Linked DNA regions of Zea mays: region 2 is linked to region 1. The links are chromatin contacts, called in public Hi-C maps. All regions are on one chromosome and are shown on one strand. The core of a region is the stretch at or near the end of the contact, and the rest is flanking DNA. Distances in the headings are between cores, read along the strand shown.

Region 1 (7,651 bases), core at 3,767-6,266:
AGACATCGATAGCCTTTATGATTAGACGACTGGGATGCCAGTTAAGAAGGTAGGTGGCGGTATGGAGATCCTTAGCCTAGTAAGGAGAGGGCAGGTGAGCTTGGAACAAAAGGGAGCACATGATGTTATTTGTGGTGCGGAGAATACGATCAACCTTGCCATTTTGCTAAGATGTGTAGGGACAAGACATGCGGAGGAGTACCCCATGACGGAGGAAGAAAGCATGAGAGAATGAGTTGTAGAATTCACGACCATTATCACATTGAACACTTTTGATGGTGGTGCCAAACTAGGTGGCAACATAGGAGAAAGAGTGAGGTATAGTGGAGAACATGTCGGATTTCAGACGAAGAGGAAACGTCCAAAGGTTGTGGGTGCAATCATCAAGTATAGTAAGGTCTTAAAGCCCGACACACTTGTGAGGTCCACAAATCAGTGTACAAGGTCAAAGAAATGTCAGAAGTGAGGCATGAGGTTGTGATGTAGAAAAGGGAAGCCAGACATGACGACCAAGTTGGCAAGCATGACAAATGTCGATGAGCGAAGCACCATTATTATAGGAAATAAGAGAGCTACTAGAAAGGCGTGTGAGGGCCTCATGGCCGATGTGGTCGAGGCGGTGGTGCCAAAGTTGGGAGGAGATGCCAGTGGCAAAGGTGGCGGTTGGTGACTCCAAGAAGCAGAGCGAGTAGATAGCGCCAAAGCTATTGCACCTAACGATCATGTTCTGAGTCCTAAGGTTCTTTAAAGTAACACCAAAGGGGTCTAATTCGACGAAACATATATTATCCATGGTAAACTACAGATAGAGACACGGTGTTGATGATTTATGGGGCAACAAGAACCATGTCTAAGCAAAAAAAGGTCCAACAGATGACTCAATGGCGATGATGGAAAGTGGGACCATCGCCAACAATGGTGTCAAAGGGAGAAGATGACGAACATGGTGGAAGTGGGAGAGAATAATAGGGTGTGAGGCCATGTGAGAGTTAGCCCTAGAGTCCATGTACCATTCGCCGCACGGAGGGGGTGGTTGTAGTGTTATGCTGTTGAATGCCCTAGCTAGAGCCTACTGGTTGCATGGCCAAGTGTGTCTATATCGGTCTGCGGAGGCCCACCAGCTATGTGGTGGTCGACAGTGGCAAGGAAGCGAGTGGAGGTGGCCTAGGCAGGGACCAGGCCTATAGAGGTGGCTCGAAGGAGGGTTAGGCATTCATTGGGCTATACACGAAGGCCTGCGTGGGGCAGCCATGAAAACCTGTTGGGGAGGACGAGTTGGGCTCACCAGGGGTCGGTGGAAGAGCATGTTGTGCCCCCCTTGGACCGGGCCACATCTGGATGGTCCTAGTCTCCAGGGCTTGTAAATGTTGGGTTAGTTGCCTTAGGAGGCGCTTTGGCCGCCACGCTTGGCCGCCACGCTTGTCGTGGCGACAGCAAATGTTGCCACTGCCACCCCTATGTAGCTGGTGTGCCGCTTCCATTGTTGCCCGAGTATCTAGGGCGACATGTGCGGGGTTGGTGACAAGGGTTGTGCTCGACGCGAAGGAGGGCTGGTTTTAGGATCTCTCTTAAAAGTTATATGTACAATAAGAAATATAACAGATCTGAAGCACCTTCTAATAAAATGCTAGTTTTAAGACATAGAAATATGTATAGATCTGTTGGAGATGATGTAAGGACTATTCCTTCCTATTTAGTCTTTCTGTTCAAATAACTATTACCTTCTTTATTGTAACACGCAGAAAAATAATCAACTAATACAATTTCTAATTGAATTAAATGGCAAAAGAGCCTCTAGCCGAGTTGGTTAGGTAGTCTAAGTAGCATTCTTTAGGTCTTAGGTTTGACTCCCCAGGAACAAATTTTAGACTGTGGTTAAAAAATATGGGTGGAGCAAAGGTTCGATGGTTTTATTGACTTGTGTGTGAGAAGTTTTTTTTCTTAATACAATACCTGATACTGTCTTACCCGCAATTTTTTTTTACTTGAATCAAACGGTTCGGGTATATATTATATCGTCAGACAATCTCACATGCAACCAGAACAAAATAACAGCAGTAAAATTCACATGACAAAGCTCCAGAAGTTCATATTTCATACTTAACAACCATCCATGTTTCCAAACAGCAGGCGCGTCAAACGAAAAGCAGTCGGAGCAGATCACCGAGGACTCACCAACGCAGTGTGGGCAGAAGAGGCAGCGCAGCGACGACAATGCCTCTGGAGAAGCCACGACCAACCTGCAGGGGCAGCTGGTTGAGATCCTAGACCGGAGCAGTCAGATGGTGGCGGCGCAGCTAGAGGCGCAGAACGTCAACAGCCGGTTGAACAGGGAGCAGAGGAAGGACCAAGTGAGCAGCCTGCTTGGTGTGCTTGGCAAGGTGGCTGATGCCCTCTACAGAATTGCTGATGAGCTGTAGCCGCCGCCACTACGTGTCTTGAGCACAGTAGATAAACGCTGCAAGAATGTACAGATTGATATTGTGGATTTTGGTTCTGAAATTTGGTCACAAACCTGAAATGGGATGCCCTATTTTGTAACCCATGGGATATTGTATTTGTATGCCCCTATGTCCCCAAAACTGTTTATTCTGCTGACACTCGTTTCTACATAGGAAAGGAAGTGCATATCTGATGATAGAAAAAATATAGGGTCAGTTAGGTTTCCTCTAAATTGCTTTCTGCAAGAAGAATAAACTGTAAAGAAAAAAGTTCATATCGTCTGACACAATTAGACTGAAACCAGCTTAGACGACTTACCAGTGAAGTTTCTGAAAATTTCTAATATTGACATACTATGTGGCGCTCAAATCCCAATATAAGAAATTATAGAACAAAGCATATGGGGGAAACGTACTTAAACATAGTTGGTTAGCTCAGATCACAAGATCAAAGCACAAGAGCACACATATATCCTGATTTACATAAGTATTCCGAAACTTAAAAACTTCTTAAACAAACATCAGACTAGGTACCCTGGGGCCCTCAATTTTACTCATCATCATCAGTTCTACTTGACCTGTAACGCCGAGAGTTTGCCTTCGAGTTTGTATGCATCTGTGGCGTTGACGATAAATTACTGTCATCTTCATCCATCTCGCATTGATCAGGTTCATCAGAGGCACCTGCTACCAATCCAATTACAGATGAGTTGGAATCAATAGCTCTGGGACCGTCATCCACTGCCATGGCATCCACTGACTTTTTGCGAGGGATGAATGTGACTGAGCTAGGAATCTCAACAGCAGTCTCAGAATGTATCCTGTTTTGGTCTGATCTCCCTAACAGATCATGCAGGTCAGCAAGAGCCGTCCTGTTCGAGTCATCATTAGACTCTGGTACATCCAGGGTGTAACGGGTGTACTTTGAAGGGTTCCTTACATAGTCAGGGACACCAGGAGACACAGACAAAGTAGGCGTGCTCTCCTTCCCTGTGACTACTTCCATGGATTGAGGAACCATTGGAGAATCTTCATCACGTTCAAACATATCCGACTCGCGATCCTTAACATTAGCATCAAACCGGACACGTTTCCTTGGTTTCAAATCCGCTTGCTCCTCCTTCCTCTTCAGTATAGGTTTTACATTTACTTCCTCCACAGCTTTCTTTGTCTGAATTCCCACATTCAGGAAGTCCTTCGCTTCAGTGGCATAGTGAGAGTCACCATCTTTAGCAGACCCATCGTCTTCTCTGAGTCTTGCAGATGCTGCCCTCATATCTGCCCGAGGATCCTTCTTAAAACGGTACACCCCTTCAATGGAATCATCAAGGAGGTCAGGGACTATACTGTTGATGCTCATGTTTATACCGTCATCCATTATATCGTGCATGTACACGCGGTCAGCAGCCTCCTCTCTACCAAAGGCCTCTCTGTCATACTTGTCCTCCTCTTCCTGCAATAAACAACTCTTCTAAGATAACAGTCCACTAGAAGCAAACCAACAGTGATAGATATGATGGCTCATAGTGACCGACCATGAAGAAACATTCAAGACAAGTCCAGATAAGTTACTTAAGGTGTTTCCAGGTCAAGCATATATCACATTCAAATGACGATATTTCATTAGTCAATTACTATCATCATTAACTACCACAATAAAAAATTAATCATTAACCAAAAGGAAAATAAAAAAACTGCCATAGATAGAGGGCCTAGTGAACCATTAAATGTAATACATTGGTCCTACTCGCAGTCACCAGAACACATCCAAGAAGACAAATGAAACAGAAATGCCACAACATGGAACTATAGCACAGACCACTAAAAAATGTCCAACAAAATGCTCTGATCGTCTCTGCCTATCCTTTATCCAAATCATGCAGAACCATAGTCAGGAGGCAACAAATCCTAGGTCAAGGAATAGGATGAAGGTCGATAATTGATTCGATCCTAATCTTCACAGCTTAATTCCAGCAAACTGCCAAGCATCAATTATGATATCGAAAGAACAGCTTATGGAGTGGTCAAAACAAACCAAATCAATGACCGAAGACAACTTTGCTCACCTCCCGATCCAGAGTGGGGTCGAGGCCGATGTTAACCCTAACCCCCTCGTCCTCGTCCTGCTCCGTCGCCCTCCCTCTCTCCCCATCCTCCTCCTCGTCTTCATCTAGGTCGTCCAGGTCCCCCTCGAACTCCTCCTGCCTGGACCTGCGCCTCCGGCTGCGGAGGCAACCGTTGGAGTCGTAGAACGAGGAGGCGCAGGGCGTGTCCCCGCGGCCGGCCTCACCCGCTGCCTCTTCCTCCGCGTCGCGGGCCTCTGACGGCTTCGCCCAGCGTTGGCGCTCGACGTCGCCCGCGGCCACGGACCAGGAGGCCGTCGGGAAGGAGGAGTCCGGGACGGCGTCGAAGAGGCGGGACCCGAACAGGCGCTTCACCCGCGCCTCGAACGTCTCTTGGCCGCCGCCGCCCTCGGCCGCCATCGACGACACGGCTTTCCGGAAACTTCTCGAAGGTTCGGCTAGGCTCGGTTCCCTCTGTGGGTGCGCGTGTTGGGTTCCAGGTGGGGTCGGAGGGTTTGGGATTGGGAAACAGTGCGGCTGTGCGGGCGAGGAGAGGGCAATAGGAGAAGACGGAGACGGCGATGGGGATTTCACGGATTCGGGAGTCAGCTGTGATCGGTTTCGGTTGTGGGCTTTACTATGGAGTGGGTACTAGAAGAGTGGGTTGGGCTATCTGAGCTGCGCACGCAGTCCGGCCCGTTCGCAGCTAGAAGTGTAAGAAAGAAATAAAGTACACTAGAGGTTTACGACCTCTGAACCTCGGGCCTATTTATTAGTTCACCTTTTTCTAAGAAGCTTTTTTTAAGAATTTGGTTGTAGAGAGAATCTAAGTATTATGGAGATTACTTGCGGAGAAAGATAAATGATTCATAGAGTTTAGGATATAACGGTTTCCTACTATCGCAGTGACTCGATCGATTCTATGTTCACGTTGATTTCGGACGGTTTTGACTAAATTCATAGAAATGAGCTGAAAAGCTAGACGTTTGACAGTCTGCAGTAGCTTCTAGTGGCTAGAACCTGAAAAAAGCTTAAACAAATAAGGCCTTAGAAAACCGGACAAACAGGTCCTCGAACTTTGTCAGCCATTGCAAACCCATTTAAAGTCGGTTTTACAAAACCGGATGCTGACGTGGCATGCCACCTCGAAGTCGCCTGGGGTCCCCAATTTTACATGTTGTGTCACTTAAGTCCTCTAACTTTCATTGGGTTGCTCTAATGTGGCACGACACGTCAACATCCGGTTTATGTGTTACAAAGGTACATCTTTATCTTTATATTTATCTTCCAATATGCTATCTACACGGCTAGAGTTACTCACTCTAGTGTATATGTGGACTAAATCCTATGTATCTCAACATAAAAACATATTAATCCACCTAAGTTAGCACCCATTCACAAAAAAAAACAAGGACCTTTGAATCTCTCCCTTCTTGGTATTGATGATAATTCTATAAACAAATGAGAACTAAGCAATCGCTCTGTAGGTATTGCATGCCTCTTAAGTCTCGTAGAAGGAGGCGAGAAAGTCGGAGATGAGAGAAATCGCTCTGTAGGTAGAACCATGTCGTCTTCTATGAGTCCAGCGGCCTGCTGGGTCCAAGGTATGTACGTATGGGGCATTAGTGCACCTTTAGAAGGAGCAGCTACCATAGATCATCCCTTGCTTGATCTGTCGAAGGATGAAGAACTAGCCAAAGAGGGTCAGACTTGCACGGACCCCCTTGAACTAAGTGAACGAAAGTCACCATGATAAGAATGTAGTTGGGGAGAACCATGAGAGCTGGATCCCATAGAACTCTAGCACCATCTGAAAGGGAAATAGGGTTAACCTTTTCCCACAATTAATTTTGACGGTTGAATGTCCAACACAAATATATGGACTAACTAGTTTGCATTAGAATATATGTTCTAGAGGTGCAAAAAGGTTCAACACAAACCAATAAAATATTCAAGTTATGGATCAAATTCAAAGGAGCAAAAAGAAACCAAAGTGTGCTTTGGTCTGGCGCACCGGACAGTGTCCGGTGCACCAGGCCCGTACAGGGTTGAACCAGCCACTCTCGGGTTTCAGCAGGCGCGCTCCGCTATAATTCACCGGACTGTCCGGTGTGCCAGCGGAACAACGGCTAATTCGCGTAATGGTCGACTGCAAAAGCCGCTAACAATGAACAGTGAAGAACAATGTGCGCAGAGTCAGAACCGCAGAGTTAGAGGCGCACCGGACAGTGAACAGGACCTGTCCAGTGTGACACCGGACTATCCGGTGCCATAAGAAGACAATGGCGCCAACGGTCAACTGCTCCCGAACCCTAACGGTTGGGTGACGTGGGCCGTGGCGGTGCACCGGACAGCCTACAGTGCCTGTCCGGTGGCGCACCAGACTATCTGGTGCGCCCATCGCCAGCAGCCTTCCCCAACGGCCATTTGGTGATAGAGGGCTATAAATACCCCCCAACCACCACAACTCAAGGCATCCAAGTTTTTTAAAGTTCTCATTCAATACAAGAGCTAGTGCATTCACTCCTAGACACAATTCAAAAGATCAAAACCTCTCCAAGTCCCAAATTCATTCCAACCACCTAGTGACTTGAGAGAGTGTGTGTTCGTGTTCATTTGTGCTCTTGTTGCTTGGATCGCTTTCTCCCTTCCTCATTCTTGTTCCAAAGTGACTTGTAATCAAAGCAAGAAACATCTAAGTGACCCGTTTGATTAAGGAGAAAGCTCATTCGGTCTAAGTGACCGTTTGAGAGAGGGAAAGGGTTGAAAGAGACTCGGTCTTTGTGACCACCTCAACAGGGACTAGGTTCTTTGGAACTGAACCTCGGTAAAACAAATCACCATGTTCATTTGCTTATTTCCATTTGATTTGTTTTCTCCTCTCTCCTGGACTTGATTTAAGTTCTAACGCTAACTTCGGCTTGTAGTGTGTGTTTAAAGTTGTAAAAATTTCAGATTACGCCTATTCACCCCCCTCTAGGCGACTTTCAATTGGTATCAGAGCCCGGTGCTTCATTAGAGTCTAACAACTCGAAGTGATGTAGGGAGGTCACGCCAAGAGGGAGATCAAAACTGGCGACAAGCCTGCAAGCCTTAGGAAGGCTTGTCACACCCGGTTTTGAAGGTAAACCGAATGCGAACCATGTA
Region 2 (7,651 bases), core at 1,468-3,967, 66 kb before region 1:
GTTCATAACTGAGCATATTATTCATAGATTCAGCATTCTCCAGACCTTGACTACAGATCAAGGTACTTCTTTTATGTCAAAGGAGGTACGTGAATTTGCTGAATTATACAGAATTAAGCTGCTTAATTCATCTCCGTACTATGCTCAGGCCAATGGACAGGCCGAGTCTAGCAATAGGACATTGATTAATTTGATAAAAAAGAAGATATCTGATAATCCTAAACATTGGCATAAGATTTTGTCTGAAGCTTTATGGGCTCATAGAATATCTAAACATAGGGCTACTAAAGTATCTCCTTTTGAGCTTGTCTATGGGCAGGAAGCAGTGTTGCCTGTGGAAATAAGTTTGAATGCTGTCAGGTTCGCCAGACAAAATGATCTAACTGCTACTTATTATTATAATTCAATGATGGATAATATTGATGAGGTGACCGACAAGAGGATGATAGCTTTAGGAGCAATAGAAAAGGACAAGATCATGGTAGCCAGGGCCTACAACAAGAAGGTCATAACAAAATCATTTCAGGTAGGGGACCTGGTGTGGAAGACCATTCTGCCTCTAAGGAATAAAGACCGGAAGTTCGGGAAATGGTCGCCAAGCTGGGAAGGTCCTTATAAAGTAAAACAGGTGATGTCTGGCAACACCTATTTGCTACAAACATTACAAGGCAAGGATTTGCCTAAGGCTTTGAATGGGCGTTTCCTCAAACAGTACCATCCTAGTATGTGGCAAGATGCCTAAGAGAACCGATGTAATCACATCGAGTTAGTTGCTTTTGGTTTGCTCAGCTCCACCAAAAGGCAGGGGGCATATGTTGAGCACCGTTTTGAGCGGGCGGACGGTCCGGCCCTGAGGCCGGACGGTCCGCGGTCCGGACAGTCCGCGCCTGTGGGCCGGACGGTCCGCGCATGCGTAGAGCAGTTTAGGGTTCCGAGTTTTGTGCTAGGTTTGTTGGCTAGATTTGCAGAATTAGCTCGGAATCCAGTCGTGTAAAGGGTCCAGCCCCCCTCCTCTATAAGAAGAGAGGTCTACGGCCGATTAATCATCATCAATCGAATCAATACAACTTCTATTTCGCATTTTATCCTAGGAGTAGTTCTAGTCTAGTTTAGGTTTAGCCTCTCGATCCCCAAATTCTCCGCCTCTCCTCGACTCTACGTCGATTAGAGGAGTCTAGGTCGGCCTGCCCGAGCCTAGACAACTCCTAGGATCTCTCCTCCCCGACGGGGTCCCTCCCGGGAGCGAGATCCAGGCGCCGCCGGCGATCTTCCGCCGCCCTTGCGCACACGCGGACCGTCCGGCCCTAGGGCGCGGACCGTCCGGCCGTCAGGCAGGAAACCCTAGCCCCTGCGCTAGGCCGCGGACCGTCCGCGCCTGACCAGAGAGCACCGCCGCCGGTTCTTCTTGAGTATTTGGCGTTCCGAAAAAGCGTCAACACATGTAAAAACAATAATAATAGCTACAACGGGCAATTGATCTTGGGAAGCCACGTAGGGGAAAGTTCTTTTGTCCCTTGACTATACATATACATGTGGGTCGGCCTGGTCCGGCACGGCACAGGCCTACAAAAGCACGGCCCACAAAAGCACATATCTAATTATGGGCCGTGCCGTACCAGCACGTGTGCCCAGTCATCGACCCACGATACGACCCACATTAGTTATATGTGTCAGGCCGGCCCAAATAGCCCAAAATACCTTAATGTGCCATACCGGCCCATATACATACAACAGTAATACATAAACAAAAAGTATAGAATATATATATGACCAAAATAAAACTAAGATGTTTTATGGATGCACATTAAAAACCTTTGGTCAGAAAGAAAAAATATTACAACTATCTCAGAAATAATATTCAGTTCTCTGTTCAGTGTTTAATTGAGTACCATACAGCCATACAGAATACATATACAATGATCATCATTCACTATCCACATCTAGTATTGGTTCTCGAAGGCCTATTGAAGCTCTAGATTCTCCAAGTTGTGCTAGTAACGTGGGTTTTGACGGGCCTTAGTTAAATACCGAGTCTATATTTAGTGGGCCTCGATGGGCCTTAGTTAAATGGGTCGTGCCAGACCGCCCCGTGGGCTTGACTTGATGCCCAGGCACGGGCCACATATTGGGCCGTGCCGGCCCAGACCCACAATTAAGTTGAGCCGTGCCAGATTTAGCCCGTGCTAAAAATTATGTGCTTTGAGCCGACCTATTAGGCACAACACAAATATACACCTATACCCTTACAATAACAATACTCACGCAAAAGATAAGAAATAGTCCTCCCAAGTTAAGAGAAGGAAAGGCGGGTCACAGCGCCCTTTCTGATGCCATGGGCTGCTTCGTCCTCGTGTTCGGGCTGGGCCGCACAGTGGCCTAAGAGCGAGACAGGCCTCAGGAAGAAAAGCCCAGACGACACCGGAGCTCCTTTCCTTTCCCATCTGTACTGGGCCACCACTCATTTTCAGGAGCAGGAGCCTTAATAACCATTTTATTACATGCACCTTTTGTGTACTTGGTCTGTCTTTTATTTATTTTTTGTAGTACTAGTGGTAGCAGAAGCAGACGATGTTTAGGATAAACTAATTAGCAGCTTTTGTGTACTGGTACCTTCCACCGATCTTGCTATCTGCTAGCACGATCTGGCACGGATAAGAGACTACGACGTGTCAAGTGGTAGCTAGGGTTGCCTAGCTCCTCAGCACGGCGAGCTGATGAACTGTGCCTCGCCGTGTCGCGCGCGTCTGATCGACTCTCTCTTGTGCAGTACGTGTACTACCAACCCTTCTTATAACTGAGCTTTTACCCTTTCAGCAAACAATCTGGACACAAGATTTTTCTCGCCAAGGAAACCTAGCTAGGCTGCGAAAGGAGAACGCTGTCTGCGTCGTGCTAGACGAACGGGTATCCGGATGAGTGCCCCACGACCGACCCACCACGCCTGTCTCTGTTAGAATCTGGGAGCGCCCCTTGCTGCAGCCTGCAGCATATGGACAGGCGACCAGCCGCTGCCGATTCGATCGATGGGGAGGAAACCGAAATCTGGTGAAAGCAACACACAAAAAGGGCTCCCCTTCCGCTCCCAATCGTCCACAGCTTCCATGCGGCCGGATCCATCGCATCATCGTGGAGTTGCCGGTCGCGACGCAGCGCAACGCAATGCAACGCAAACCCAACCCACTAGGCTGCTGCCTTGCGTGTACGGAACCCGGCCGACCGCCTCGTTTTGTCCTCGTGCCACGTGTCGTGCTCTACTGTTATAATACAACGCTCTCAATAGTCGTGTGTCGTTCATTAAAAAAAACCCTTATATTTCTACAAAATCAATCAGCGGTCTCCATATCAGTTCACATTTGACGCCGCCCATGCCCTTACTCTTCTTTGTATGAGGCCACACATCCTCGACACCTCTCCTTCCTCCCCCACCCCCCCCCCCCCCCCCCCGCTGCCGCCATCTCCTCCCGCCCCTGGCTTCGCCCCGCTCCGCCATGCTTCTCGCTACCCTGCAGCTCGCCGCGCCTTCTTTCCTCACCAACGCCGCGCAGCCCCCCTTGCCTCCTCTCCTCCTGCCCCTGGCTTCGGCCCCCTCCAACACGCTCCTCGCAAACCCTAGCGCCACCCCACAGTCCGTCGCGCTTCCTCTCCTCAACAAGCCACGGAGCCCCCCTCACCTCCTCGCCCTAGCGCGCCTCCTATCCTTCAGCACGTGCGAGCGTGCGGTACCTCGCCAAGGATCCCCGCCTTGTTCCCTGGCTTTCGAACAACCCAATAAAAATTCCTAAACACACTATAGCGTTTGGGGTAAGTTCATGGAGATAGATATTAAACCGCTTCAACACATCAACTACTATCTTATGCAAGGGAAACCAAAGACTACCTTCAAGAAACATCGAAACACAACAACTTCATCCTCCCTCGGAATTGGTACTAACTCATCACCCCCTAACCGCACCCAGTCAATATAGCCGAAGCAGTTAAGTACCTCGATGTGCCCTTCTTTGATTTTGGATTTCCCGAAGTCCATATGGCTGGGCTTTGTGTGACGAATGATCATGTTATCCTCTTCAAAATCCATTTCCAAGCTATCTTCGGATTGGTTCAGCGAGCCAGCATCGGCTTGGGGAGCAATGGCTCCCATTACCGGAACAGAATCTTCAGCCTTGCCTCTGGTGCATCCTTTAGAGGTGTCAAAATGTGAAAAAGCAAGTAATCTCTGAAACTAGCTAAGGCTAAATCGGGAGTAAACAGACAATGTTAGATATTAGCTTCGAAGGCAGAGCGAGCACTAGCAGCAGTAAGCACAAGCAACAAAAGTCGTACCCTATAACGTTGGGCACCACCCCCTTTTATACGTGTGGTCATCTCATCTTATCTGTCTCACTCAATGACCATTGGGCCCCACTGCGTGTTAACTGATTTAATAACGAGCTTCAGGAAGGTGTTTTTCGGACCTTCGGTGCAAGGCCTCCCAATTACAAATTATTGCGATCTAAGCTCGTTATGAAATAACAAACTCATCACACAAGGGGCTACTGTTGGGCGCCTATATTGTCGAAGGTCCTTGGTTTTGTTATGTCACAATTGCCTTAAGGGTACAAGGTTTTGCCGAAGGTCACTTGTATCTCAAAGATTATTTATCTAACATCTGGCTTCGGCGATTAACTAGTGCATTTCAGGAATGTCCTTACAGGAATACGAAGCTAAGCTTCGATAGAGAGCGACGCACAAAAACACTTCGTCTATATGAAAGCGGTAAAGACAGTGGCCGAAGATAGTAGCTTCAATTGTGAGCTTAAAGGAAGAAGTAGCTGAAGGATGAAGGCTGGAACTCGTAAAGTCGAGAACGAAGAAAATTACACCACTGCCCTGATGCCGTTTGTAAATGACTTATGTAAAAATGGATGCGCATTATTGTAAATCCATACTAGGTTGGTTCATCTCCCTAATAAATAGATGAATAGTACCCTGTGAAAGGGAAATAGGGTCAAACCTTTTCCTAAATGATTTTGGTGGTTGAATTGCCCAACACAAATTATTGTACTAACTAGTTTGTTCTAGAATATATATTCCACAGGTGCCAAAGGTTCACAACAAACCAATACAAATATAAAAGAAAGGGTTTAAATCAAAGGAGCAAAGAAAACCGAAGGCTGGCCTGGTATGGCGCACCGGACAGTGTCCGATGCACCAGGGAGAATCCCATCCAATTGCTAAGCTTCGGGTTTCTGAAAATGGCTCTCCGCTATAATTCATCGGACTGTCCGGTGTAGCACCGGACTGTCCGGTGTTCCAAGCGGAGCAACGGCTACAACGCCAACGGTCGGCTGCAAAAATGAACAGTGAATAGTGAACAGTGCGGACTGCGCGCAGAAGTCAGAGCAGGTGTAGATGGCGCAACGGACAGTGAACAGTGACTGTTCGGTGCACCACCAGACTGTCCGGTGGCCCCACTTGTTAGAGCTCCAACGGTCGAACCCCAACGGTTGGGTGACGTGGCTGGCGCGCCGGACAGTGTCCGGTGGCGCACCGGACTGTCCGGTGCGCCCGTCGACAGCAGGGTTCCCCAATGGCCATTTTGGTGGTTGGGGCTATAAATACCCCCAACCACTAACACTTCAAGGCATCCAAGTTTTCAGCCAAAAACATTCAATACAAGAGCTAGTGCATTCAATACAAGACACAAATAGAGTGAATCAAAATCTCTCCAAGTCCCAATTCCACTCAAAGCAATAGTGACTAGAAGAGAGAGTTTTGTCGTGTTCTTTTGAGCTCTTGTGCTTGGATCGCTTTTCTTCTTCCTCTATTTTTGTTCCTAAGATCTTTGTAATCAAAGCAAGAGACACCAATTGTGTGGTGGTCCTTGTGGGGACTTAGTGTCCCAATTGATTGAGAAGAGAAGCTCACTTGGTCTAAGTGACCTTTTGAGAGAGGGAAAGGGTTGAAAGAGACCCGGTCTTTGTGACCACCTCAATGGGGAGTAGGTTTGCAAGAACCGAACCTCGGTAAAACAAATCATCGTGTCATCCGCTCTTATTCTCTTGTGATTTGTTTTCGCCCTCTCTTTCGGACTCGATTATATTTCTAACGCTAACCCCGGCTTGTAGTTGTGCTTTAAGTTTATAAATTTTAGATTTGCCTATTTACCCCCCTCTAGGCAACTTTCAATTGGTATCAGAGCCCGGTACTTCATTAGAGCCTAACCACTCGAAGTGATGTCGAGAGATCACGCCAAGAAGGAGATGGTGACCGGCGAGAAGCCTGCCACAAGCCACGGGAAGGCTCCATCAGGAGAGTCCGGCAACAAGATGAAGGGATCCCCTTCACACAACAAGACTGAAAGGAAATGTGCCCTTGGGCCATTTCTAAGTATTTTGGTGATCATGTGCCAACACAAATGGTTTAAGTATGAAACTATGTCAAATGGTGGAAGAAGTGCAAATCGACACAAAGGTATGATTCTAGACTTAGTACATTGGTTTTTGTGTACTAACATATTTGTCTAAGTGCTAGAATCAGAGAAAATACAAAAGGAAAAAGAGTTGGCTGTGTACAGCCAACTGTTGTTCAGTCTGGGTGCACCGGACTGTCCGGTGGTGCACCGGACAGTGTCTGGTGCGCCAGGCTGGCTCTGGTGAAAAGGCTGCTCTCGGGATTTCATCGGCGGCGTACGGCTAAAAATCACCGGACTGTCCGGTGAGCCAACGGTCGGCCGAGCCAACGGTCGGCTGCGCAATCCGCGCGTGACGCGTGGCCGAGCCAACGGTCAGAAGGGGGCACCGGACTGTCCGGTGTGCACCGGGCAGTATCCAGTGCGCCAACGGCTCCAAATCTTCAACGGACGGCTGCGCCAGAATAAAAAAGCAATCAGCACCGGACAGTGTCCGGTGGTGCACCGGACTGTCCGGTGCACCACCCGACAGAAGGCAAGATTTGCCTTCCTGGATTGCTCTCCAACGGCTCCTAGCTGCCTTGGCGCTATAAAAGGGACCCCTAGGCGCATGGAGGAGTACACCAAGCACACTCTAAGCATTCTTGATCATTCACACTTCATCTTTGCGCACTCTATTGGCATTCTTAGTAATTTGAGCTCCGTTCTAGTGGTGAACCTTGTGTTATTCATTTGAGCTCAAGTCTTGGCCGTGTGTGTGCATATTGCTGTGGATTTGTGTGTGTTGCTTCCCTCCCTTACTCTAGTGCTTTCACTTTGATTCTTATTGTAAGGGCGAGAGACTCCAAGTTGTGGAGATTCCTCGCAAACGGGAAAGAGTAAAGAAAGAAGAACATCGTGGTATTCAAGTTGATCATTGGATCACTTGAGAGGGGTTGAGTGCAACCCTCGTCCGTTGGGACGCCACAACGTGGAGTAGGCAAGTTTTGTACTTGGCCGAACCACGGGATAAATCATCGTGTCTCTTGTGCTTGTTCTCACTGTGTCTATTGTGTTTCACAAGAGCTCGGTCATTAGCCACTTGTTTTAATTGTGCTAACACTTAATCAAGTTTTGTGGCTTTAAGTCTTAAGTTTTTAAAGGATCACCTATTCACCCCCCTCTAGGTGCTCTCAAAGACGCATCGGAGCGGCGAGAAGAAAAAGAAGATGAAGAAGGTAGTCTACTACGAGATCGACTCTTCGTCGCCATCCACCTCCGGCT

The links. Hi-C and Micro-C count contacts between places; a contact is called where the count stands out from the background.
Region 2: a contact with region 1 is called in a Hi-C map of ear, with 2.3 times the contacts expected there. The contact joins the enhancer-like site here to the promoter of LOC100382401 in region 1. A contact is called at or near these places in 10 of 25 Hi-C or Micro-C datasets (bundle sheath, ear, endosperm and 3 more).

Annotation. Positions count from the first base shown.
Region 1 is chr10:113,687,575-113,695,225 of Zm-B73-REFERENCE-NAM-5.0, reverse strand. LOC100382401 reads right to left here and starts at 5,016. Exons shown (of 2, transcript NM_001175146.1): 1 at 4,508-5,016; 2 at 2,821-3,894. The coding sequence starts at 4,924. The coding sequence ends at 2,992. It overlaps LOC103641593 (Putative homeodomain-like transcription factor superfamily protein), which reads left to right. Exons shown (of 3, transcript XM_008664933.3): 3 at 2,131-2,598. The coding sequence ends at 2,420.
Region 2 is chr10:113,751,452-113,759,102 of Zm-B73-REFERENCE-NAM-5.0, reverse strand. No RefSeq gene overlaps it. Among protein-coding and RNA genes, the nearest start is that of LOC103642716, 36 kb to the right of the region's middle. Within about 2 kb of position 2,717, at least 19 of the 20 cell types and tissues checked have an H3K27ac peak or open chromatin away from gene starts, as enhancers often do. A contact at or near this core is called in bundle sheath, ear, endosperm and 3 more, where this site is marked.